2 separate regions of the Mus musculus genome follow, and region 2 is linked to region 1. A link is a contact called in public Hi-C data. All regions are on one chromosome and are shown on one strand. The core of a region is the stretch at or near the end of the contact, and the rest is flanking DNA. Distances in the headings are between cores, read along the strand shown.

Evidence for each region. A called contact is a pair of places that touch in the nucleus more often than the background predicts.
Region 2: a contact with region 1 is called in a Hi-C map of liver, with 1.7 times the contacts expected there. The contact joins two enhancer-like sites. A contact is called at or near these places in 1 of 39 promoter capture datasets (liver), 2 of 484 Hi-C or Micro-C datasets (both in liver), 3 of 115 datasets of contacts at active chromatin or transcription factors (craniofacial prominence, extraembryonic endoderm stem cells and intestinal villus epithelium) and 3 of 9 other capture datasets (adipose tissue, embryonic stem cells and liver).

Annotation. Positions count from the first base shown.
Region 1 is chr15:38,287,168-38,292,797 of GRCm38.p6, reverse strand. It overlaps a transcript of Klf10 not described here. Among named protein-coding and RNA genes, the nearest start is that of Gm35248, 8.8 kb to the left of the region's middle. Within about 2 kb of position 3,562, at least 50 of the 459 cell types and tissues checked have an H3K27ac peak or open chromatin away from gene starts, as enhancers often do. A contact at or near this core is called in liver, where this site is marked.
Region 2 is chr15:38,567,835-38,573,464 of GRCm38.p6, reverse strand. All of the region lies in intron 2 of 2310043O21Rik (RIKEN cDNA 2310043O21 gene), which reads left to right. It overlaps Gm41309 (a long non-coding RNA gene), which reads left to right. Exons shown (of 3, transcript XR_875194.2): 3 at 3,950-4,933. Among named protein-coding and RNA genes, the nearest start is that of 2310043O21Rik, 24 kb to the left of the region's middle. Within about 2 kb of position 2,589, at least 34 of the 459 cell types and tissues checked have an H3K27ac peak or open chromatin away from gene starts, as enhancers often do. A contact at or near this core is called in liver, where this site is marked.

The DNA.
Region 1 (5,630 bases), core at 2,313-4,812:
GTGCCACATGTCATTTAAATTTTCCCCTTCCCAAGTAGGCTTGGGCCTACTTCTGATTCCAGCCCTGGGGAGAGTGACTGTGAGTGCAAGCTCAGTCTGGTTTACGCATCAAGTTCCAGGTAAGGAGGACTACATAATGAAACCCTATCTTAGGTTATTTTCTAGTAGATACATCAAAAAGATATACCCAAACTATTTCCACACCGAGTCAGTATCATGGCTAAGAATCCTAGTCCATCTCTTCTGAAGTTACCCTTGGAACCCACTCTTACATGCTCATAGCACATCCTACTTGGGACCAACCACATTTCAAGTGCTTGGTAGTCACAGGTGGCAGGTAGCTAGCTGCTTGGGGCTCCTTGAGGGTCCCCAGTATCCTGCACCATTAGGCTTCTGCCAGCCCCTCCCCTCCAGTTCCCCTGTACCCTGTGTCTAAGATGCGAGCCTTACTGCTGTGCTACTTCATGTGTGGAGAATGATTTCCCTGACCTTCTCCCTTGACATTTCCACTATCACCGCCCATCATTTCCCTTTACTGAAATTGCCTAATGCCTCTGTTTTTTTCCAGGACAGGAGTCTCTGAGTCTTGCCCTCAGCATCTCGCTTAGCGTCTTACACATAGCAGGGCTCAGTCACGTTGCTGAACTGAAAGGGAGCCTGCGGAGCCTCAGGAGGGGAATAACTGGATGTTATATAACATACAGGATACAGCCACCGGATGCTGAAGCCTGCCCTTTGATTCCTTGTTGGTTCTGGAAGGGACCTCTTGCTGCATGTTCCAGACTTAAAGAAGACTGATAGAGTTTATTGGTGGAATACTTGTCTAACATGTGCCCAGCATCATAGAACAAAAACAGTCATGGCACATCTATTTTGTTTTGGGGTATTTTGGTTTTTTTGTTTTGTTCTTCTGTTTTAAACAGGGCAGGGTTAAGATTTGAAAGGGGTGGCACACACAGGTCCTTCAGCAGAGTCAAATTCCTTGCCTGGAACTGCTTAGAAATGTCACCTTGGTAGTCCCTCTGCTCTTTCTCATTGCTCTCAGGAAGCGCCGAGAACGATGAAGACCCTCTCGGAGAATTTTGGGCAGGCCTCTTCCTGAAGATGAGTGGGAAGGCTTCTTTCCGTGGCAGTGCTGCTAATGCCCTAGTACCTAAATCCAGTCCTGGTGGAGAAGCCTGGGCTAAGACATGACCTTGAGCTGACTCACTCACAGCAGAGCATCTCCACCAGAGAGCAGAGGAAGTATCAGCGAAAGAGATCAGCTTGAGAGACCTGGTGTCCTAGAATTCTCTGGGGAAATCTAACTAATAAAACAACATTTTATACACATCAACACACACACAGAGCTCAGAGAGGTTTATTTAGTATAAGGAATTGATTATAGGAACAGATAAGCTTACAGCTGGCAAGCTGGAATCCCAGAATCATAGTTCTAGTACAAATGCCACGACCCACTTACGGGGCTTGCTTTGCTAATTTTGAGAAAGGATCTTTTGTAGCCCAGGTTGGACTTGAACTTGCAATGTAGTGAGCATGACTGTGAACTTCCAGTCGTCCTGCCGCTACCTCCTTCCCATGTGCTGGGGTCCCGGCTGTGGACCACCATGCTCTGGGTTGCTCAGTGCAGAAGTCTGACAACCACTTCCTGTGTAAGCAAGCCCCCCGCCAGCTGGACTGGAGCCCAGTCTCTTGTTTTATTGTATGAGGCTTTACTCTGTAGCCTCCAGCGTGCTGGGATATAGAGCTGTATGCACCACCCCATCTTCAATTTGAGTTCCGAGGCGAGGGGAAAAAATGCTCTGACTGCTGATTGAGACCCCGACCCACATTAGAGAAGGTAAATCTGCTAACTCAATTTATCCAGCTCTGCCTTTAGAGACCCATCAGGGAATTAGACCACAGACGGGCATTCTGTAGCCCAACCAACTGATGCACAGAATTAAGCACCACCCACTGTGCATTCCAGTTCTGGTTACACTGATATGTCGTTCACTGCTGGAAATGGTGCCCACCTTTTAGAATGGGGCTTAACAGACACGCCTGCTATATTTCATGCCTACAGCCAGCAGCAAGCTCCAGGGAGATTTTGTACACCAGAGCCCCTGAAGAGCACAATCCACTATGTGTTTGTGGTTGCTATTCCAGGGTCCATGTGTGAGAACACACAAGTGTCAGAGAATGCAGTAGGATGCCCACCAAGGGCGGCCATCTATTCTGCAAGGAAAATCCACCCGGGATTGGATGTTCACAGAGCTCTGGTCCCCAATGTTCTCAGAGTTCTGCCTTAGATCTAATTATTTGGGTGCTCAGTTACAGAAAGCTCACTGTAAGGAGGTCAGTCTAATGGTAAGAAAAACACGCAGCAGAAAGGCATAGGCGTGTGCCACTTGATTAGAAAGCACAAGTCTAGACAGAGACACTCCAGACACAGCCAGTCCATCAACCAAGTTCATGGATCTACCCAGTCCCCTTTGCCCTGCTCAGAGTGACCCAAGAATCAGTAAGTTCTGCAAGCAAGTCCAGTGGACTCATGACCTCTGCCGAGAGACGCTCCTCAAAAGAGCTACAAGTGGGAGAAAGTTACACTCTAAACCCTAGGTCACGATCCCATGGAAATGTGGGTTGGTACAAGGGACAAAGGCATCTTTACCCCCAAAGAAATTATTAAGTCACATCTGTACGGGGTCTACCCCAATAGTATGGGTTTAAGTGACAGAATACCAAAGCCATAACCCTCTCGTCTTTGGTTCATTCTCACGGAAAGAGTTGAGTGGAACAGGGCTGTGTGTTGCTCTAAACCTTCCCTGCTCCTTACTGGGAGCTAGAAACTCCCTGCTTTCCCCAGGGGTACCTGTGACCCAGTGTGGCCCTGGCTGCCCCGCTGGCAGTGGAACTCAGAAAGGAGAAGGCTCATCAACACATAAAGCGGTGCTTTGCCTTACTTTGACTTTCCTGAAAGAATCTACTTTTCAATTCTAAGCTTAGGCAGGAGCAGAGTCAAAGTCTGTGTTTGGGAAAAGCAGCGTGAAATTCTGCAAAGAAAAAGAAAGAGAAAACGAAGCTGAGGCTGTGGACACGGGACTGCAGTTCTGCATAGGGAGGTGGGGGCAGAAAGGTCACATCGAGATCTGTCTCAGAAACAAAACAAGACAGTCAAACAGAGCAGAAATATCATGAAAAGGAGCCATGACCTGTGGTAGGCTTTGAGAAGAGTCATTCTTACTTATCTGATTAGATTATCAGAACCTCGAGTATCGATTTCAAAAAAGACAACCCATAGCGTTCATGGCCTCCCTAAAAGATGTCCGCAAGCACTTCAAGTTTATTGCCAATAGACAAAGAAAACCAGGGCGGCCTTGTGAAAGGAGCCCTCTGGGGTCATTGCCCTGGATGCTGAGATCAGTTCTCTGCCACCTGTAATCATGAACCCAAGCAAACAACTTAACCATGTCGTGACTTTGTTTCTACGTCTCTGAGTTTCATCTGACCTGTTTTCCAAGATAGAATTAGACTAGGGAACTATGGGAAGGGGTGAGGGCATAGCAGAGGGAGGGCAGTATCGGCTGAGATTATGTAATGCTCTGGCTTTCACCCCGTAGGGAGGAGAAAGGGAAGGGGAAGGAGAGGAGAGAGGGAGGGAAAGAGGAAGGGAGAAAGGGGGACGAAGGGAGGGAGTGGAAAGAGGAAGGAGGAAAGAGGAAATGACCAGTGACTTGAAGAGGCCACCTACATTCCATGGTGGCCAATACCCTGCTGCAGCTGAAATCAATTATCTAGACAGAAACGGCTCCTACAGTTAGGGCCAACAATCTGGTGTCACTCTATGGATCGAAAAGTCCCAAATAGTCTCGGTATGGGGATGGAGCCATTCAGTAGTCATTTTTACACCAGGTATTCATGCAGTCTCCTACACTTATGAGAGAGCCAGGCTGTGGAACCAACAGAAGGTTGACCTGTGATTTCCAGGTCTCTCATAAACAAGCTGTCTGGGAAATGCAGCTGCCATGCTGAGGAAAAGCAGGCCTGTGTGGAGGTTGGCATGGGTGGGTGGGTAGGGGAGCTTTGGCTAGCAGCTGGCACTTTTGTAAGCCACAGGAGAACACTGTGGTATTCCCTCAGCTTCACTGAGATTTCGGGTGACCTGTTAGGGTGACTTACAAACAGAAATTACCACGACTTAAGTGGCAAAGCGCCTGCCTGACAGAGCCAGCCAAAGGGCTCAGTCCCAAGAGACGATACTCAGTTATGCCTGTTTCCATGCTAACTGGAGATAAGGAGAGTGTGTTTGTGTGAGTGTGTGAGGGAACAGTGTATGCGGCGTGTGTGTGTGTGTGTGTGTGTGTGTGTGTGCATTCATGTGCATCTAGGCTCATGTGCATGCACACACAAGTGTGTACATGTGTGTGTTTCAGAGAGTATATACATCCATGCATGTGTGTGTGTGCACATACATATGTGAGTGTGTTTGTCTGTGAGTGTGTGTGTGTGTCTGTGTGCATGTGTGTGTGAGTGTGTGTGCCTGTGTTTGTGTTTCTTAGGTTGCAGATTTGGTTTTGTTTTAACTTTGAGGCCGGTCATTCTTACATAGCCCATGCTGGTCTCAAACTTCTAAACTCAGCTTCTTCAGGGGTGGGGTTGCTGTCCTGTGCCACGATGCCTGGCTTGGCAGGTATATTTTGAGGAGAAGTGATGGGACATTATAGTTTATATCTGAAGTGTTTTCCCCCAAAGTGCTGTGCTTAGGGGGTGGACACCCAGCCGACGGTGCTGCTTTGGGGGGTTCTGGAAGCTTTAGAATGTGGGACCTGGCAGAAGAAGTAACTTACGGTGTACTCTTGGTTGTATCTTGCCCCAGACCTCTTGTCTATTTGTTTCTTGTCCACCATGAAGTGAACAGTCTCCTCACCATGCCCTGCCACCGGTGCCCCTCCTCCAGCTGCACTCAGAAACATTCAGCTAAGAGACCACGGAACCTTCCTTCCAAACTGGGCGTCAAACTGGGAAAGCAAACCCTTTCTCCTTAAACTGGTTCTGAGGTTCAGGTGAGAGTCGTGTGTGTGTGTGTGTGTGTGTGTGTGTGTGTGTGTGTGTGTGTGTGTCTGTCTGTCTGTCTGTCTGTCTGTCTGTCTGTCTTGGGTCTGTCTGTCTGTCTGTCTGTGTCTGAGGCAGGGTACCTCGTAGTCCAGGCTGGCTTCAAACTCATCACATAGCAGAATTCTGAGTCTTCCTGCCTCCATCTAAGAGCTGAGGTTACAGGTATCTGCCACAACCCAGCTTGATTTTGATCAAACTCTGTAAAAGTGGCTAATATAAAGGACTTCTAGAACACTGGAAGAATCATTGTTAAGATTTTATTACTAACAACTGCTAAGTTTCAAACCCAGGACCAATGACTAGGTACCTATTTAATATATCGAATCAGACCTGGCAGCCAGGTTCTCCCAGCATCCTTCAGTCCCTATCTGTTACAGAGTTTGGCTCGAATACCCCACCTTCTACCTTGAACTCTCGAGCCCAGTGGTTGGGCTGCCCTTCCCCCAAAAGCTCTTCCCTATATAGTCCAGCCATTTTGATTACCTTTTTTGTTTCTTTGGCCTCCTGGCTACTGCACCTAGGGTCCCTCTTTC
Region 2 (5,630 bases), core at 1,340-3,839, 280 kb before region 1:
TATATCCAGTTAGACTCCGTCGGAGAAAACTACTTTTTCTTTGATAGCAAGTAGCTAGTGTAAGTAGCTTCTTAATTAGGGGTGGGAGCTCATGTCTACCTCTTCCTCTCAGTCAGGCTTGAACCTGTGCAGGTCCTGTGCATGCCACCATAGTCTCTGTCAGTGCACATATGCATCAGCCCTGCTGTGTGCCAATGACACTGCTTCCTTGGGGTCCTCCATCACCTCTGGCTCCAACAATCTTTCTGCCTCCTCTTCCACATAGATCCCTGAGCCTTGGGGGGGAGGGGGTAGAAGTGGGGGTTGATAACAATGCCCCACTGAGGACTGGGTGGTCCAGAGTCTCTCACTCTCTGCACATGGTAGGTCTCAGTGTTAAGCACTGTAAGAGAAAGTTTCTCTGATGAGCCCTGAAGAGGCACTGATCTGAGCCCCCACCCAGTGTGGTCACTGGGGGATCCCTGTGGCAGCACACAGAGACATGTCAATGGGCGGATAGGGTCCCTTTCACTATTTAGCCCAGGCTGGCCTCAGATGCTCAGCCAGTCTCTGCCCTCAGATGGCTCAGCCTGCGGGCCAGCACTCCTATCTTAACAGACGTATCTTTTGAAACTGTGACTCATGTTCCTGCTGTATTAGTCAAGATGCTGTTTTCAAACCACAGAAAACAACAGTGGCAAACTTTTCAATGGAAGAAGAATTTACTTAATAGGTGACTCAGGAACTCAGAGAACAAGAAGGAAGGCTAGGAAGGAAGCTCAGGATGGCGTCAGCAGCAAACTCCAAAATGGCTTGCTAAGGGACCCACCCTTTCACCATCCAGATGTTGGTCATTGTATGTGGACTCTGCTGCTTGTGAACACTCATCTCTTTGCACTCCAGACTCTACAACAGTTATCCTAATCACTTTTAAATGATGCTGCCTCTCTAAGGTACACCCTCATGATTCAGAGTTCCAGGTAAGACAGAGCACCTGACTGTTGCTCTGAGTGCCATGGGGGAGGAAAAGGTGATTTTTCCTTTTCTTTCCTTCTTGGTCTGTCTGTCTGTCTGTCTTTCTTTCTTTCTTTCCTTCCTTCCTTCTTTCCTTCTTTCTTTTTCTTTGTTTTCTTTTTTGGCATTTCAAGGCAGAGTTTCTCAGTGTAGCTTTGGCTGTCCTGAGCTCACTCTGTAGACCAGACTCACCTACCTCTGCCTTCCAGGTGCTGGGATTAAAGGTGTGTGCCACTACCACTTGGCTCCTTTCTTGGTTTTTGCTGGTGTTTTTGGTTATTTGAGACAGTCTCAGATAGCCCAGGCTAGGATTGCACTCTGTATGTAGCCAAGGTTGGCCCCTTCTGGTCTCTAGTTCCTAAGTGCAGGGTTTACAGCTGCACACTGCCACGAATCTCTTCCCTTCTAAGCTTTGGTTCTCACCATGAGAACTGGAATCTGGCCTACCATAAGCTTGATCCCAGTAAGAAAGGCTTTGACAGGAGCTGGAGAGATGGTTCAGAGGCTGAGAGTACCCTGTTCTTGCAGAGGACTGGAACTTCATTTCTAGCACCCATGTCAGGTGGCTTACAACCACTGTAACTCCAACTCCAGGGGATTCATCAAGCTCTTCTAGACTCCAGAAGCATCGAACGCACATGTGCATGTACACACACATGCACACACACACAGAGTTGGTCAATTGTAGAGCTCAGAGGACAACTTGTGGGAGTTCATACCAGGACATGACATGAGTCTTGGTGGCAAGCACCTTTATACACTGAGCCACCTCATCCCCCTACCCCTTACTCCCATCTAACTTTTGAGGACATCCTGGGTCACTCTTGTGTGCTCATGTTCCCATCCTTTGATATTTTTACCAGCTTTGGACAAACATGCTCATTTTTGGTCCCAATGGTTGTTCTCTTAGCCTGGAAGACACTTCCATGTTCTTCCCAAGGTGTTTCCAAGTTCCTCACTTCAGGTTAAGTGTGAACAGCTCCCCGCTGAGTTGGCTCTTCAGCCTTTCCTCTGAGACTTTGTTTACACTGAAAGCTTCCTTTTTCATTCATTTGTTTAAAGAGAGAGAGAGAGAGAGAGAGTGTGTGTGTGTGTGTGTGTGTGTCTGTGTCTGTGTCTGTGTCTGTGTCTGTGTGTCTGTGTGTCTGTGTCTGTGTCTGTGTGTGAGTCGGTATCTTTTACTGTTCAGTGATGTGCATGCCAGGGAAGCTGCCCCGAGAGCCTCTGAGATTTCTCCTGTCTCTGTTTCCTATCTCATCACGGGGGCACTGAGGTTACAGACTGCCACGAATCCAGCTGCCCTTGAGTTCGGGGCATCTGAAGTCCTCACACTTATGAAACAAGCACTTTAACCCACTGAGCCATCATCCCCATCCTGCACCCATTGCTCGAGGGTTTATTTGCTAGCTGTCTGCTGCTGAGGCTGCTGCTGCTGCTGCTGCTGCTGCTGCTGCAGCTGTACCTAGCCCAAGGGTCACATGGCTCAGAGAGGGAGACCAAGACTGCGCAGGCGCTGAACAGGCTCCACCACGTTTGCCTTACCTTTTCCTTCTCTCCTCATCTGAACCGGCTCTCTGCTGACAACGCCCCAGCTTTGTACGTCACCCAACTGTGTCCATACAAAGGGTCACTGTCAGAGTAAGTGAGGTCAGACTCACTATTCTGGCTCTATTTAATCTCTTCCTCCATCCAACTCCCAGCCTACTGTGTCCAATGTTCCAGAGCCGCAGTTCCTAAGTGTGCCAAGCTTACAACTCAAAAATCCAGACCTGGGGCTTCCGTCTCCAGAATTAGCCCAGCTTGGGGTTCTCAAGCTGTTATGTCTCAGCTGAATCAAACTCACCTTACATTTTCTTTTACTAAGGACTCAACAGCTTTGTGTTTTCAGAGTACCTATTTGTGAACTGGGGACACATACACACACACACACACACACACACACACACAATAGTACCAAGAAGTGCACTGTTTTCTATCAGCCATTTATTATTATCCCTCTCCATTTAGTTCAAGGAACAGCCACAGAGAGGATGCGGAACTTGCTCAGAGGCACACAGCTAATAAAGGTGGGGCAGGATCCAGCTTAGCCGCTCTGACTTCTGAAAGCTCGTTCTGTACCCGCCTGTACTCTAGACGGAACACTTACGTCAATCCTATCACAGTTCCAAAGCCCCATGAACAGACTTCTTCCTGGTAGTTGCTGGGTGCGGTGGCTCATGCCTGTAATCCCAGCTCTCCCAACATGAAGACAGGATGATTATTGAGAGTTTTGAGGCCAGCCTGGGCTACAGTGAGATTCAATAACAATAAAGTGACAGACTGATCGTTTATTTTCCTAAGAACATTGTAACGCAGTAACTCTACCACATTATCAAGGTGCCCATCAAAATGGTGTTGAAATTATATATGTCTATAGATAATATTTATGTATTTATTTATCTAGGTTGTTAGAAATGCATTTGCTTAGTTGTGTGTGGGAAGGGTATGTTCATGTGAGCATAAGTACCCATGGAGGCCAGTTTCCTTGAGCTGGGGTTACTCATGGCTCTGAATCACCAGACATGGTGTTGGGAGCTGAACTTGGTCCTCTGCAAGGTGTTCTTAACCGTGGAGCTATCTCCAGGCTGGGAACATGGGCTCTGTTTTAATAGTTGCTCGATGTTTGCAGTACAAAGGATTAAACCTAGGGATCAACATGTGCTACACAAGTGTCCTTCTCCCGAGCTACATCCCCAGCCTTCGGTTTTCTGTTTGTTTCTTTATTTTATTTTATTTTGCTGGGAGACATCTTCTTGTGTATGTCACGTTAACCTTGAACTCTCTGTGTAGCCAAAGATGACTTTGGACCCCTGATCCTCTGGCTTTCACCTCCCAAGTGTTGGCATGTGCCACCACACCCAGATTGTGTTGAAATCCTACTTGTTATTTTTATTTTAAAACTTTATTTGTTTTATAGGTAACATGTGAGGTGCATGCGACAGTGATGCCAGCAGACAGCCCGTGGGATCCGTTCTTAGATCTCTACTTCCACCATGTGGCTTCCAAGGATGGGACTCAGGTCTCCATGATTGTACGAAGTTTACCTCTCTAGTTGGTGGTGTAAGTCTAGGAGAGTGGAGCCTAAAAATGAGGTGGACTAAAGACTTATGCAACAGCTAACACTACTCAGAGCACCAGGCACTTTACAGTCTTAAGGTTCAGAAGATTATCGTGATAAGGTGTGTGATCACCAGGACAAGCCACGTGTGACTGAAGCATGTTTTCCCACAGAGGCACATGAATAGCAACAGCTGAAGTAAACTCATTCCTGTCTGCTATGCCTGGGGGGAGGGGCGCACAGAAACACATTCCAAGAACAGTTCTATGTTTTGAAGACACTGAGATGAGTCTTCTCACAAGCACTCAGAATTCCTCACTCATGACGCTGTGCTTGAACAGTGTTCCGACGGTATAGCAAGGGCCTCCGTCCACAGAACCATGCCCCTGGTCCCTGCCCCTCTAAGAAGAAATGTAATTTAAGGGTTGGCTTCTTGTGAGCGTATCGAGGGTAAGCTGTGGGTCTCAGGCTCTAATCGATGGTGGACTTAACTCTGTCTTCAGCTGGGCGTGGTGGTGCACAATTGCAATTCCAACATCAGCAGGCAAAGACAGTTTGTCGACAAGTTCAAGTCCAGCCTGGTCTACGTAAAGACTCCAAATTAATCAGTGCTACATAACGAGACCCTGTCTATAAACAAACAAACGAATAAATTCTGGCTCTGACTCTCTGAGAGACAGTGACGAGCCAGGTCCCAGAGCCACTCAGCCACCACATTGGTGCAGTGTGTGTGGGAAGGTCCAGGGGTCAGGCACTCAGCAGGGCTGGCCACGTGTATCCTGTACCTGACAGAAGGTGAGAGTTAAGGTTGGCAAGACTCAGAGTCATTAAATGTCAGCCAGAAAACAGGCACCTTTTCTGGCTAATAATAAAAATTGTAAATAATTTACCAACTGGAGCTTGGAACCTACTCTTGGAAGGGATGTGATGTTGGAGCAGGCCTGCCTGCTCTTGGATGATCGATCGGCTGAAGTTGGTCTAAGGCCCTGTCGCTTGTCAGGACCATTGCCAGAGCCCTCTTGCCCCTCCAAGCACTCTCTCTTTCTCTCTCTCTCTCTCTCCTCTCTTCCCCCCTCTCTCTCTTTCGTGTGTGCGCGCACGCTCTCTCGCCATGGTTTGTTGAGTGTGTAGACTGTGCCAGCAATGAGCAGACTTTCGGTAAAGCATTACGCTGGTGTGACTGGGGACATCCTGACAAGATAATATTTGAATGCAGACACGGTAAACAGTGAACTACTGGAACGATCTAACCTGTGTGGGCCTCACTGAATCCGTTGAAGCTGCTCCTGCTTGGTCAGCTTTCAGGTTTCTCCTTGCCTTTGGACTTAAAGTGAACCAGTAGTTCTTCCCTATGCCTCCATTCGGACTTGAACCCTTTCCTCTCCTGGGTTCAACATGCCCTCTTCCCGATCTTGGCTCCATTTCTCTAGAGAGTCCTGACGATACATCTGTTTTCTGTTGTCTCTGCCGACAGCCATGGCCACCAATCTGCCATAATGGTGGCCCCTCTTTACAAAGGCCACTTCACCTGGTTTCTCTC